Linked DNA regions of Astyanax mexicanus: region 1 is linked to region 2. A link is a contact called in public Hi-C data. All regions are on one chromosome and are shown on one strand. Each heading gives the region's core, a stretch centred on a gene start, on an enhancer-like site or on the middle of the called end of the contact. The rest is flanking DNA. Distances are from core to core; before and after follow the strand shown.

Region 1 (5,985 bases), core at 444-2,943, 200 kb after region 2:
TAATATAAAACACCCCCCGGCCTCCTCCACACAACAGCATACTGTACAATACTCGTCCGTATTCCATTCGAGAGCTGTTGGGAGTATTTTTCAGTATCCTGGCCGTGCGGCTGCAGAGTGACAGACACAGCAGTCTTTCTGTAAACCACTTTCTGTCCGAGACCCCCTCCCCGTACCCCCTGCTCCACCCCCCCCACCCCCCAAACCCCCCGTGCGTCGTGGCCCACTGGAGGCAGCTAGAACAGAGGTTTTTGTACCTGAGTCAGAGTACTTGAAGTTATTTTATTTAAAGATATTGTGGGAAACAAAATGGTAGCGTTCTTTTGTAGGAGCATTATTTTTCACTAGTGTGTATGTGTGTATGTATGTGTGTGTCTGAGAGTGTGGATGTGTGTGGCACGGACCTATTAAAAGGATGTTTTTAAAGCCACTGGCTGATACTTTGAGTCTTTTCTTATTACTCTGATGAATGATGAGTAATATCCTATAAAAATAAAAATGTATAATTTTACTGAGGAATAAAGCCCTTTATTATAAAGCTATAATCAACAGTCAGTTATCAGAATTTAATCCATTCAGTATGTTTCAAGGCTCTGCTTACATATGTTAGTTAGCAAGATACAGCTGGAAAAAGACCATTTCAGTTTCTGAATCAGTTTCTCTAATTTTGTTATTTATAGGTATATGTTTGAGCAAAATGAACATTGTTTTATTTTATAGACTACGTAGAACATTTTTTTCCAAATTCCAAATAAAAATATTGTCATTTAAAGCATTTATTTGCAGAAAATGAGAAATTAATGAAATAACAAAAAAGACGCAGAACTTTCAAGTTCATATTCATAAAGTTTTAAGAATTCAAAAATCGAAATTTGGTGGAATAGAAAAACCCTGGTTTTTATTCAGTTTCCTTGCATCTTGGCATATACTCCTCCACCAGTTTTACACACTGCTTTTGGATAACTTTATGCCACTACTGGTGCAAAAATTCAAGCAGTTCAGCTTGGTTTGATGGCTTGTGATCATCCATCTTCCTCTTGATTATATTCCAGAGGTTTTCAATTTGATAAAATAAAAAAACTCATCATTTTTGTCCACAGCTGTATATTTGCACAAAGGTATTAATTTTGGCAGAAAACGGTGAGGGAACCATAATTCCAGAAACCAATAATATATTTGTATTATGTTAAATGTGAATTAAAAAGGATTAACGAAAAAGTAAAAAAAAAATATATATATATATAACCAATTACCCCTATTAGGGTTAAGGTTGGGGTTAGTATTATAGTTAGGGTAACTGTAATAATAGTAAAAAAAAACAAAAAAACAATGCATTATTCAATGTAGTTTTGTTATTTAATCCAAACAAAATAAAAAAGCTTCATTTAAGCACGCTAGGGTTTTCAGTGTATTCTCTTTTGTGGCACAAACAGACCCAACACACTTAGATTTAACCAAATAGGGACTTAATCAGAGAGCCTGAAGGCAGCAAACACAGTAAAAACATAAAACTACGCTGAGAAAAACAAATTAAAGGAATAATAACCTGTTCACACAGACATCCACTCCTGATTTACTGGTGTTGTGTGTGAAGTACAGATCAGCAGCAGCAGCAGAGCGCCGCCGCTCCTCCCATAAACAAACAGCACGTGATCTCCGCACAACGTCACGCTAACGTCAGGAGGAAGCAGGAGGGAGACGGTGAGGTTGTTGTGTTTTCTCTTTAACAAGTAAGTAATTCTCTCTCTCCTGTGTGGCGGAGCTTCAGTTCAGCTGGAGGACAGTGAAGAGTTAAAGCGGGTAAAACTGTACCGTGTGAACCCGGTGAGTGAGTGAGCTCCAGCTCCGCGGGGTTAGCGCCGCGGCTAAACCAGGTTTACTAACCTACTGATTTCTGAGAGACTCGGGATCAGTATTAACCGATTATTCAAACTGTAGATAGAGATATTTAACACTTTTGTAATGTAGAAAAGCTCGGAAACGCGTCTCTTCAGGAGGTCAGAATACTGAGTATGAAAGTGGAGATAAATGTTTAAATATACTTTATTGATCTTGAAATTACAATAAAATAAAAGCAACATCAACAGTAGATAATAAAGATAAAACAAAGGTTCTGCTACAGTTATAAAAGAAAATACATATATGTTTATACCTCTACCTACACACTGCCTGGTAAAAAAAAAAAAAGAAAGGTCACCACCTGGATTTTATTTACACACTTCAGTTTCTGAATCAGTTTCTCTAATTTTGAGTAAAATGAACCATATTTTATTTTATAGACTACGTTCAACATTTCTCCAAAAATTCCAAATAAAAATATTGTCATTTAGAGCATTTATTTGCAGAAAATGAGAAATGGCTGAAATAACAAAAAAGATGCAGAGCTTTCATTTCATTTCAAATAATGCAAAGAAAACAAGTTCATATTCAAGTTGTAAGAGTTCAGTAATCAATATTTGGTGGAATAACCCTGGTTTTTAATCACAGTTTTCATGCATCTTGGCATGTTCTCCTCCACCAGTCTTACACACTGCTTATACACTGCCTGGTCACAAAAAGGTCACCACCTGGATTTAATTTACAAATTGGTAAGAGCCTCCCATTGGATAATTACTGAATGGGTGTTTGTTTAAACTGTCAGTTATTTAACCCTAACTGATGCAGTGAGTAGCTTCTCATTTACATCATAAACCATCAGGTGAAAAAAAGACACTTCCTGTGGTTGTGGAAAAAATGTTAATCTGTTTCAGATGGGTCACATTATTGGCAGAGAAAACATCTAAGGAGATTGCTAAACCTACTAAAATCAGGTTGCAAACTAAGCATGTTGGAAACATAGGAGTTCAGACCTGAACTTTTGACAGAAATAAATGTTGACATTCCAGAGGCTTCTTGAAACATAACCAAAGCTAAAACTAAAACCTTTCTCACATTGTATATCTCTGCCTCTATGTCTTTTGATCTCTCTAGCTGTATTCCCCTTTCCCTCTTTATCTTTTCCCCTCTCTGTCTCTCTTCTCTCTCTCTCTCTCTCTCTCTCTCTCTCTCTCTCTCTCTCTCTCTCTCTCTCTCTCTCTCTCTCTATCTCTCTCTCTCTCTCTCTCTCTCATATGGCTAGTCTACACCATTCCAGAACCCCACTAATACTGTAAATGCTTTCCCTCTTCCTTTCTGACAGGGACCACCCAGTGTCCGCTCAACATGGTGTCTCTCATCTGCAGCTTACAGAACCACCTGGATGATGTGAACTGGTGTGCGTTCTCCTCCACCCTGCTGGCCACCTGCTCAGCAGATAAGACCATCCGGGTCTACTCCACCCGAGACTTCACTGAGCTGTCCTTCTCCCCGCTGTCTGGCCATGGCTACGGAGTCCACTGCTGCTGCTTCAGTCCCTGTGGGCAGTATCTGGCATCCTGCTCCACAGATGCCACCACAGTGGTGTGGAAGATGGACACCGGGGAGATCGAGGCTGTTTTTGAGCATCCGGGCAGGAGCCCTGTCAGAGTGTGTGCCTTCTCACCAGACTCCTCCTGGCTGGTGTCGGGAGCATCAGATGGCTCCCTGGCTCTGTGGGACTTCCCCTCGAGAGCTCTGCTCAGGTAAATTCAGCTTTAAAAGATCTGCAACAGATACCAGCCTCTATGTATCAACTAGTTCTGCAACCAAGAACAATTTATTATAACATTTAATAAAGAGTGCCAGTTTAGGCACTCTTTTCTTTTTTAGTTCTAGAGATTTTTGATAGTTGTATAAGGAAATCCAAAGCTAAAATAGTTGGTATGTTTTTATTAGAGATGCAGCAAAATGAATATTTTTGGCCAAAACTAAACAAAATGAAACATTTGGCCAAAGGCTGAATTTCAGGCAGGTTTTCATGGTTTTGTTCATCAATGAATACAATAAATGGCCTAAATGTAATTTACTTTCTTTTTAAATACAAAAGTGATAACAAAACAACAAAAAAAATCTTTAATGAACAATTATCTTTTCAGTATTCCAACAGAGAAACCAACAGACCACAATAAGTTTACCACAGCAGTGCAATTCTAATCATAAAATTACTTGAGCAGTGCAGTTTTAATCATGCTTTTTTTTTGGAGTACTATTTTACTTGTTAATATGTTTTAGAACTGCTATTCTAATCATATAAATAAATATACCTCAGTAGTGCTACTTGAGTCAAACATCAGAGATATTTGCACAGACAATGACAGCCAGTCTTTTGTAAAACAAGCAGATTTTCTCCTAGCCCGGTAATATCCTAGCCCTGTACAGCTAATATCTTTCAGCTGGATAACTGTGAGATTTTTGCAATAGATACCTATTATGATCAGAGATGCTAAACAATGTATTTATTTAATTTGTTTCATTTTATTTGTGAGAAAGAAATGAGCATAAAAATGAACTTAAACCTGTCCTTTGTTGGCTCTTCCTGCTGGCTCTATCCCACACTCCCCAACGGGTCCGGGAGGTGAGGAGGGGGAGAAGTGGGTCTCCCACTGCTGTTTACAGTATCGTCTGCTCCTCTGTTTAAGAAAAAAAACACAAAAAATCATTGTTTGGTGTAAATTATTGTGTGTTTTCTATTATTTAATTATTCATTCTTTTTAGTTGCTAAATGTTTTCGGTTGCCAAATATTCAGTGCATCACTAGTCTGTATTGTAATTTTTTCGCTGGTACAGAAGTACTTCTTTCTCTTTCAGGACTGGTTCAGTCCCAGACACTACGATGGTGGCCTGTTCTTTTACCCCTTGTGGTCAGCTGTTTGCCTCGGGTTCAACATACGGAGATCTGAGAATCTGGGACCTGAGTATGAACCAGCTTCACGCTGAAAAATACGCCCACGACCTCGGGGTGACCTGCTGCCAGTTTGCACCACAGATGATGAAAGGTATGAATAATGTTAGCATTGCTAAATATGTATTTTTTTTCCCTGTACTTACTTTAAATCTTAGCTCTGAACCCATTTTTGACCTTTGAGTTAAACTTAGTTGAACCACTTAAATCTGTGTTGACCTTTTTATGGGATTGGGATACTTTATTTATGTGCTAAAAACAGTAACATAATATGTGAAACATGCACATTGATCAATCTTTTCAATCTATACAGCTCAATAAACATAGCCACCAGCCACACAAACACAGCCACAAGACCACAAAAAAAGATGATAAACTAGCTTTTAGTTTACAATATTTAGACTGGTTCAGCATTTTTAAAATCTCTTTTTTTTCAGACATGGCTAGTTCTGTGATCCAGTTTCGTTTGGCATCCTGTGGTCAGGATAGCTTGCTAAAAATCTGGCTTATTTCTCGGGTCTCCACAACAGGTAAAGTGACTTTCATTTTCTATTTACTGCATGACTGCTGTCTGGTGTTCAGAATGAAAGACCAGATTAAAGGTAGTGTTCAGCATCATATCCAGAGATTATCTTAAAAAAGTGCTTTAAGCATTGCTGCACAGGTTGATGAAGCTGAGGGTCAGCCTGCAGTGCTTAAGCCATACATCACGCTCTCAAAAAGAAGCCTCTTCTGAAGCTGATGCACAAGACAGCCCACAAGAGCATGGATTACTGGAGTTTGTGGTCTGACAAAATGCAGATAAACTTGTTGGGCTCAGCATGTGTGGCAGCACTCTGGTGAGGAGTACCAAAATAACTGGGTACCACAATAACTGGGTCTTGCCTACAGTCAAGCATGGTGGTGGTTGCATCATGCTCGGGGGCTGCAGTTTATTAATGGATGAATTAACTTGAAACATGTACTTTGACATTCTGAAAGAGACCATGATGATCCCCTTTATTCAGAAAATGTTCCACATTGCAGTTTTCTAACATGATAACAACTCCATACATGGCTCCAAAAATGACAACTGCCTTGATGAGGTCATGGCCAAGTACGTCACCAGACTTAAACACAATTGATTGCCTGTGGGGCATCCTCAAGCCAAAGGTGAAGGAGCACAAGGTGTCTAAGCTTCACTAGCT
Region 2 (5,476 bases), core at 795-3,294:
ATAGTTCTTGTTTTCCAGTATTCATTTTTAGGTAGTTCTCATCTTATTTTCATCATAAAAACAGATCCTCAACATAGTTTGAATTGACAAAGGAGAAACTCAACAACTACAAAACCAGAGACCAATAACTTCACTCAGAACAACACACAGATGAAAACAGCTACTCAGAGATACTCCCATATTTATCAATTACATTTAACATTTAACCCTATAGAAAGCTTTTTTACCCCATTAAGCCCCTCTTGGATTGCTTCTTTTTTATGACATCTGTACATTTTGGTGTTATTCACATTTCTCTCCCAATTTACACAGAAAGTAAAGCTGAAATGAATTTTAGCTTGAGCTAGGTTGTTATTCACGCAGCAGGGTGTACCCTACATAGGAAAAAACACAAACACACACACCCTTCATGTGAACAGAGCCATGCCTATATTTGAAAAAAAAAAAAAGTATATCCAGTTCTTCTAGTGTAACTAGAGATAAAACACCTTGAGCTTTTAAACAGTTTGCAAACTCAATATGTTGCTGATAGATAATATTCTTCAGGGAAATGTTTTTGACAGGTAAAATAGCTAAGCAGCCCCTTTTTTCCTAGCTATAGTCAAATCTATTCCATCTAGCTATAACTTAGATACAGCAAAATAATTATTATAACGTTACCAGCTGATCAGATGATATTCAGGTAGAGATTGCGCTGCAATAAAATACATTAGTTAGCTAGCTAACCTATCTAAGCCATTAAAACACATACCTGATAACAAACAACATTATTGTTGTTGATTAATCAACAGCATTAAGTGTTGAAATTCAGACATGAATTTAACGTTAAGCAAAGTATTCAAACGGATGTTTCTCTTTTTACACTTACTGGTTTTATGATGGGTGCTAATAATAGTAACAGTTATAGAACTGAAAAGTTATAGAACTGACACCTTATACACTGCAGCAACACAAGTACAAGCTATACATATACAATACAAGCAAGATACACATATTTGAAGTACGTAAAGTTCAGCACAAACAACACATATAACGCTAGCTTACCTCGTTATAACCATAACGTTGAAATAAAACTAAACCAACGTAAAATAAACTAGCTAAACAACCTAGTTGTTTCGGTGCATCAGAGCTAGAAAATGAACGTTGATTTGACATACTGTTGCTATGTGGGACACCACTGACCTTTCAAAATGTCTGTCTGTCTGTCTGTGGCCTCAGGAGAACAACGTTCAAGCACCACGACTCGTGGTGGGCTTCGTCAAACTTGCAACACAACAACTAACGCTAGTTAACTAAGCTAGCGAGAAGTCAGTAATAAAAGCGCAGTACACTCAATTCAAGTCGAATACAGATGACAACAGTGAAGTTAAAAGTGTCTAAACGGGTGAGCGCTGAGAAATATTTTGGTTTTTGTGCGACAAATCGACACAGTTCCTTATTTTTATATGCACCGAAGAGGAGGAACTATTTAAAGCCCAGTCGAGTTAACTAACATAACATAACCCAGCTCCTCCAGAACCTGTCTATGAGTTTACACATTTAACAATACCAGAATGCCATATTTCACAGACATTTCACAGAACTGGGATAATCCTGAGGATTATGTTTTACTGTCAGCAGCAGCAGTCAAACAGAAAAAAAGTCCAGGCCTTGTTTTTGGCCGTGTTTGCTTCGCGTTAGCCTGCTAGCTAGCCATTTAGAAACAAGCTAGCCAGCTGGTGTTAGCTAGCCTGCTTGCTAACCCTGTCTACCAACTCTGAGCACTTTTAGCTAATGCTAATGCTACCTACCCACAAAACAACAAAGCTCTGCCCCGCTTTTCTCTCACAGCCCACTGACCGCGCAGCCCCCGGGTTATGTGAGCGTGTATATGTTTAGTTAGTCAGACACTCCGTATTAAACTCGGTTAAATGTGATTTAATCCGCAGCGCACAAAGCAAAAGTGTCTCACCTCTGATTTTCCGTTTCTCTGCTTTTGGTATTAATGGCGGCTGTGTATTGATATAGGGCAGGTCATGTGATCGCCAGTTTCGCCTTGCTCGCTGTGCGGGCTGATTGACAGGGCGTTCACCCAATTAACAAGTCGGAACGACCACAGGTCCCGCCCTCTTTCTCTCGGCTGTGCAATCAGATCGCTGATTTAGTTTTAACTCGGTGTGATGGAGTGTCTCCCGTATTTGTACAGAACAGTTGAGTTGTAGCGCTATAAATCAAATAATATTAATGACAGCACATGCTTTAATTAAACACGAAACAAAATCTCCACAGAACTGAATTAAGACTGAATTAAAAATGGACTTGCGGTTTAATGAAATCATTATAATTATACACTATTTGATGATTTGAAATAAAAGCAGGCAGATGTTTTATTTAGTAGATGTCAGTCATTGGTTTAATTGGCCGGCAGAGGGCGGTGCGCCGCACCAATTCACCAATTCGTGATCTTTCCCTTTGCGCTTGGAGTTCTGTTTGCACGGAGCCACATGGTATTTATCCTATCAGCAGTATAATTAGAAATGCTGTATGCTGCGAACGCGATAATGAGACATTAATTAGAATAATAAACATCAGCGCTATTGTGCTTAAGTCTTAATGCAGTATGTACACAAGCGTTCACTACGCATTCATAATGAAAGAAAATGCTAATACACAGGGTACTAGATCAGTGCTGTCCTGCTGAGACTGTGTTCAGACTCCAGAGAAATCAGGTTTGTGTCTGAAATCAGATTTGTTGAGACAACTGTTTCACACAGTTCTTTGCAAGTAATCAGATCAGTTTTACGTGTCTGGACATCACAAACTAATCTGTATTCGGTCATTGTTTGTTGTATGTGATCAGATTTGAGCTGGCAATTTCAGAACACGAATGAATAAAATAGATACATATTTTTGCACTATAAGAATAAGACTTAAAATCCTTTAATTTTCGCAAAAATTTTCAGAGGTGAGTATTGTTGATCTGTTTGGGTGAGCGCGCAGTTTTTCAGTTGTTCACGAGTTGTTCACCGAGTTGTCTTCAGTAGTTGGGGGGGGTGGGCGGAGTTGCCGCCGTTCTCCTTCAGTTGTGTACTGACTGAAGGAGAACAGACAGTTCTATATTCTGATTGGCTCAATGAGAGTACATTATAATATAAAGCTGATGGATTGGCTAGCGGGAGAAATACCATGTGTGGCGTGTGAACTTGCTGAGGTGCGTGTGTCAGAGAACACTGAGAGACTTGGGAACACTGCTGCTAACCCTGGCTAGCACTGCTGGAGCAGTATTAGCATTAGCCGCTAACCGAATTAAGCGCTAACTCTTTTGCCGTTCTGAGGTGAGTTTATCGGGTTGGAGTCTGTGTGTTTACTGTGTTAGAACAAGCTACATGGGATGAACCTTTATCGCCCTGGCTTACCGGAACACTCAGGGTTCCTTAGTGTAGCACTGTCAGGCAGCATTAGCCGCTAACCGTAGCTAGCATTTTCTTTAGGAGAGAAAACTGTGTAGATTAACGTCCAGCTTTTTTATCAGTTGCAGTTTTGTTTACTTAGCTTAGCTTTACAGGAGAGACCTGCTGAATTAAAAGGAAAACATGGTGACACCCCTGTTCCTAACTAGTGTAGCATAATGTGCCTTATAATCCGGTGTGCTTTATGTATAAAAATAAACCAGAAAATAGACATTTATTGATAGTGCACCTTATAATCCGGTGTGCCTGATATTACGAAAAATACGGTACTCAAGTATTTACACCAGCATTATGTGAGAATTTGTATTTTTTGCTCATAACCTCCCACTTCAGTTGGACAATGTAATTTATTTGTCCTCCACTGCAGTAAATACGAATTAGGCTCCGCCTTTTGGACATCTGTACATGTTGACAAAAGAAACAGAACTGGAATGTTAATTGTGTCTTGTAACTTATGTGGTTTGCAGGACTGTTCCTTTTATAACATCAACCTCCCTAAGTACTCCCTAAGCACTGCAGATGACAATTAGACATTAGAAATTAGAAATCTGGCATGCTTACATAAATAAAACATCCAAATAAAAAAAAAATAATTTAAATGCAACATTATGTAGCATTTTTACCTCAAATTTACCTCAAACTTTACCTCAAATCATGTTATTGCCCCAATGACCTTGTAGAAAAAAGTGATCCCCTAGTTGCCCCTTGTTGTAATAAATGTAAATAAAATAAATGGGATGCAAAGGTGCCGGTTTAACTTTTTTAGTAATAAAAATGCTTTAATGAAGCGCCTGACCTTTACTAGATAAGTGTCCCAAATGGTGCCCTTATACTGGTAGAGAAAACGGGAGACTGTTGTGTAGACAGTATCTTCTACAGGTGGCACACCAGTGGTGACAAAGTAAATTTTTGTCAATGATGGTATTAAAAATCTGTTTTATCCATTCATCCAGGGACAAAATATTCTCATGAATGGCATCAGTGTGCTTCTGCTAAAATTCCAGCAATGCCAAATGTATTCATTATAAATCAAAGTCTGATAGTTTTCCTCAGGAGTTTTTCAGCCAAAGACAGCTTTTTGCTGCCTACCAGATACATGAGCTACTGTGAACATGGAGGTATCATAACAGCCAACTCAGTCTTCATATGCACATTCACTCACTGTTAAACCAAAGAAACATTAAAAGCAGGAGAGAGTCCTCACTAAAATCTCTAAATTCATCCATTCACTCTGAAAGGGGACTGCACCACTTTACCATATTAAAAGTACTCTTCCACATGCTCAGTGCATAAACCCACAAATATTATGGACTCTCGCTTAAAGGCTGGTATGCAAAAGCAGAGACATTCTTTAGCTAAGATGCCAACAAAGGGATGATCTGTAATTCAGTGGAACAAAGCCTACACCTAAAGAAACTCCCCTGCTGTTTGCTGGTTCTAGCTGCCTGTTGTCAGGCTTGGCCTCCTGCTATGGCTGTCATTAGGCTGGAGGTTAAATGTTTAGAAAGTATCAGCAATAGGTTTGGATAGAACTGAATGTAAATGTCTAGAATAAGAGTAAGTATGTTTCCTCTGTAAGACTGTGCTTCTCTGCAGGCCTATGCTTTGAAGGGGACTGACCAAAAGACTCGAGCAGAACAGCGTTCACAGTCGAGGTCCTCTTTTTCCAGATGAAGTGGGGAGGGAACGGAGGGATCGGGGGTAGAAGTCAGCAGGCTTCAGATACGGCCCAAAAGAATGTCTGGCCTCCTTTTGCACAGATGTGTAATCACAAAGGAATGCCTGGAGCCCACTCTGCTTTTTCCACCGTTAGCCCCTGCACTCTCACAACAGTTTCCCACGCCTTCCATGGATCATGGGGCATAGTTTTCATATGCAGGCAAGCTGTGGCCAGTCATCAGTACCTTACGACTTCAAGAAAACAAGAAATCGTTTCCAGTGCTACACTCTTTCCACTCATTTCCAGTCACTCACTGTAGCCTCTGCTGCTATATCAGTATGTTTTACCTGTTCTCAGGATCAAGATC

The links. A called contact is a pair of places that touch in the nucleus more often than the background predicts.
Region 1: a contact with region 2 is called in a Hi-C map of muscle, with 3 times the contacts expected there. The contact joins the promoter of wdsub1 here to the promoter of marchf7 in region 2. A contact is called at or near these places in 2 of 3 Hi-C or Micro-C datasets (both in muscle).

The regions. Positions count from the first base shown.
Region 1 is chr5:40,306,938-40,312,922 of AstMex3_surface, forward strand. It overlaps wdsub1 (WD repeat, sterile alpha motif and U-box domain containing 1), which reads left to right and starts at 1,694. Exons shown (of 14, transcript XM_049479067.1): 1 at 1,694-1,824; 2 at 3,179-3,599; 3 at 4,684-4,892; 4 at 5,236-5,328. The coding sequence starts at 3,202. baz2ba (bromodomain adjacent to zinc finger domain, 2Ba) reads left to right here. Exons shown (of 37, transcript XM_049479816.1): 37 at 1-430.
Region 2 is chr5:40,110,486-40,115,961 of AstMex3_surface, forward strand. It overlaps marchf7 (membrane-associated ring finger (C3HC4) 7), which reads right to left and starts at 2,045. Exons shown (of 11, transcript XM_007248811.4): 1 at 1,952-2,045. It overlaps LOC125802240 (a long non-coding RNA gene), which reads left to right and starts at 3,089. Exons shown (of 2, transcript XR_007439273.1): 1 at 3,089-3,314; 2 at 5,046-5,476.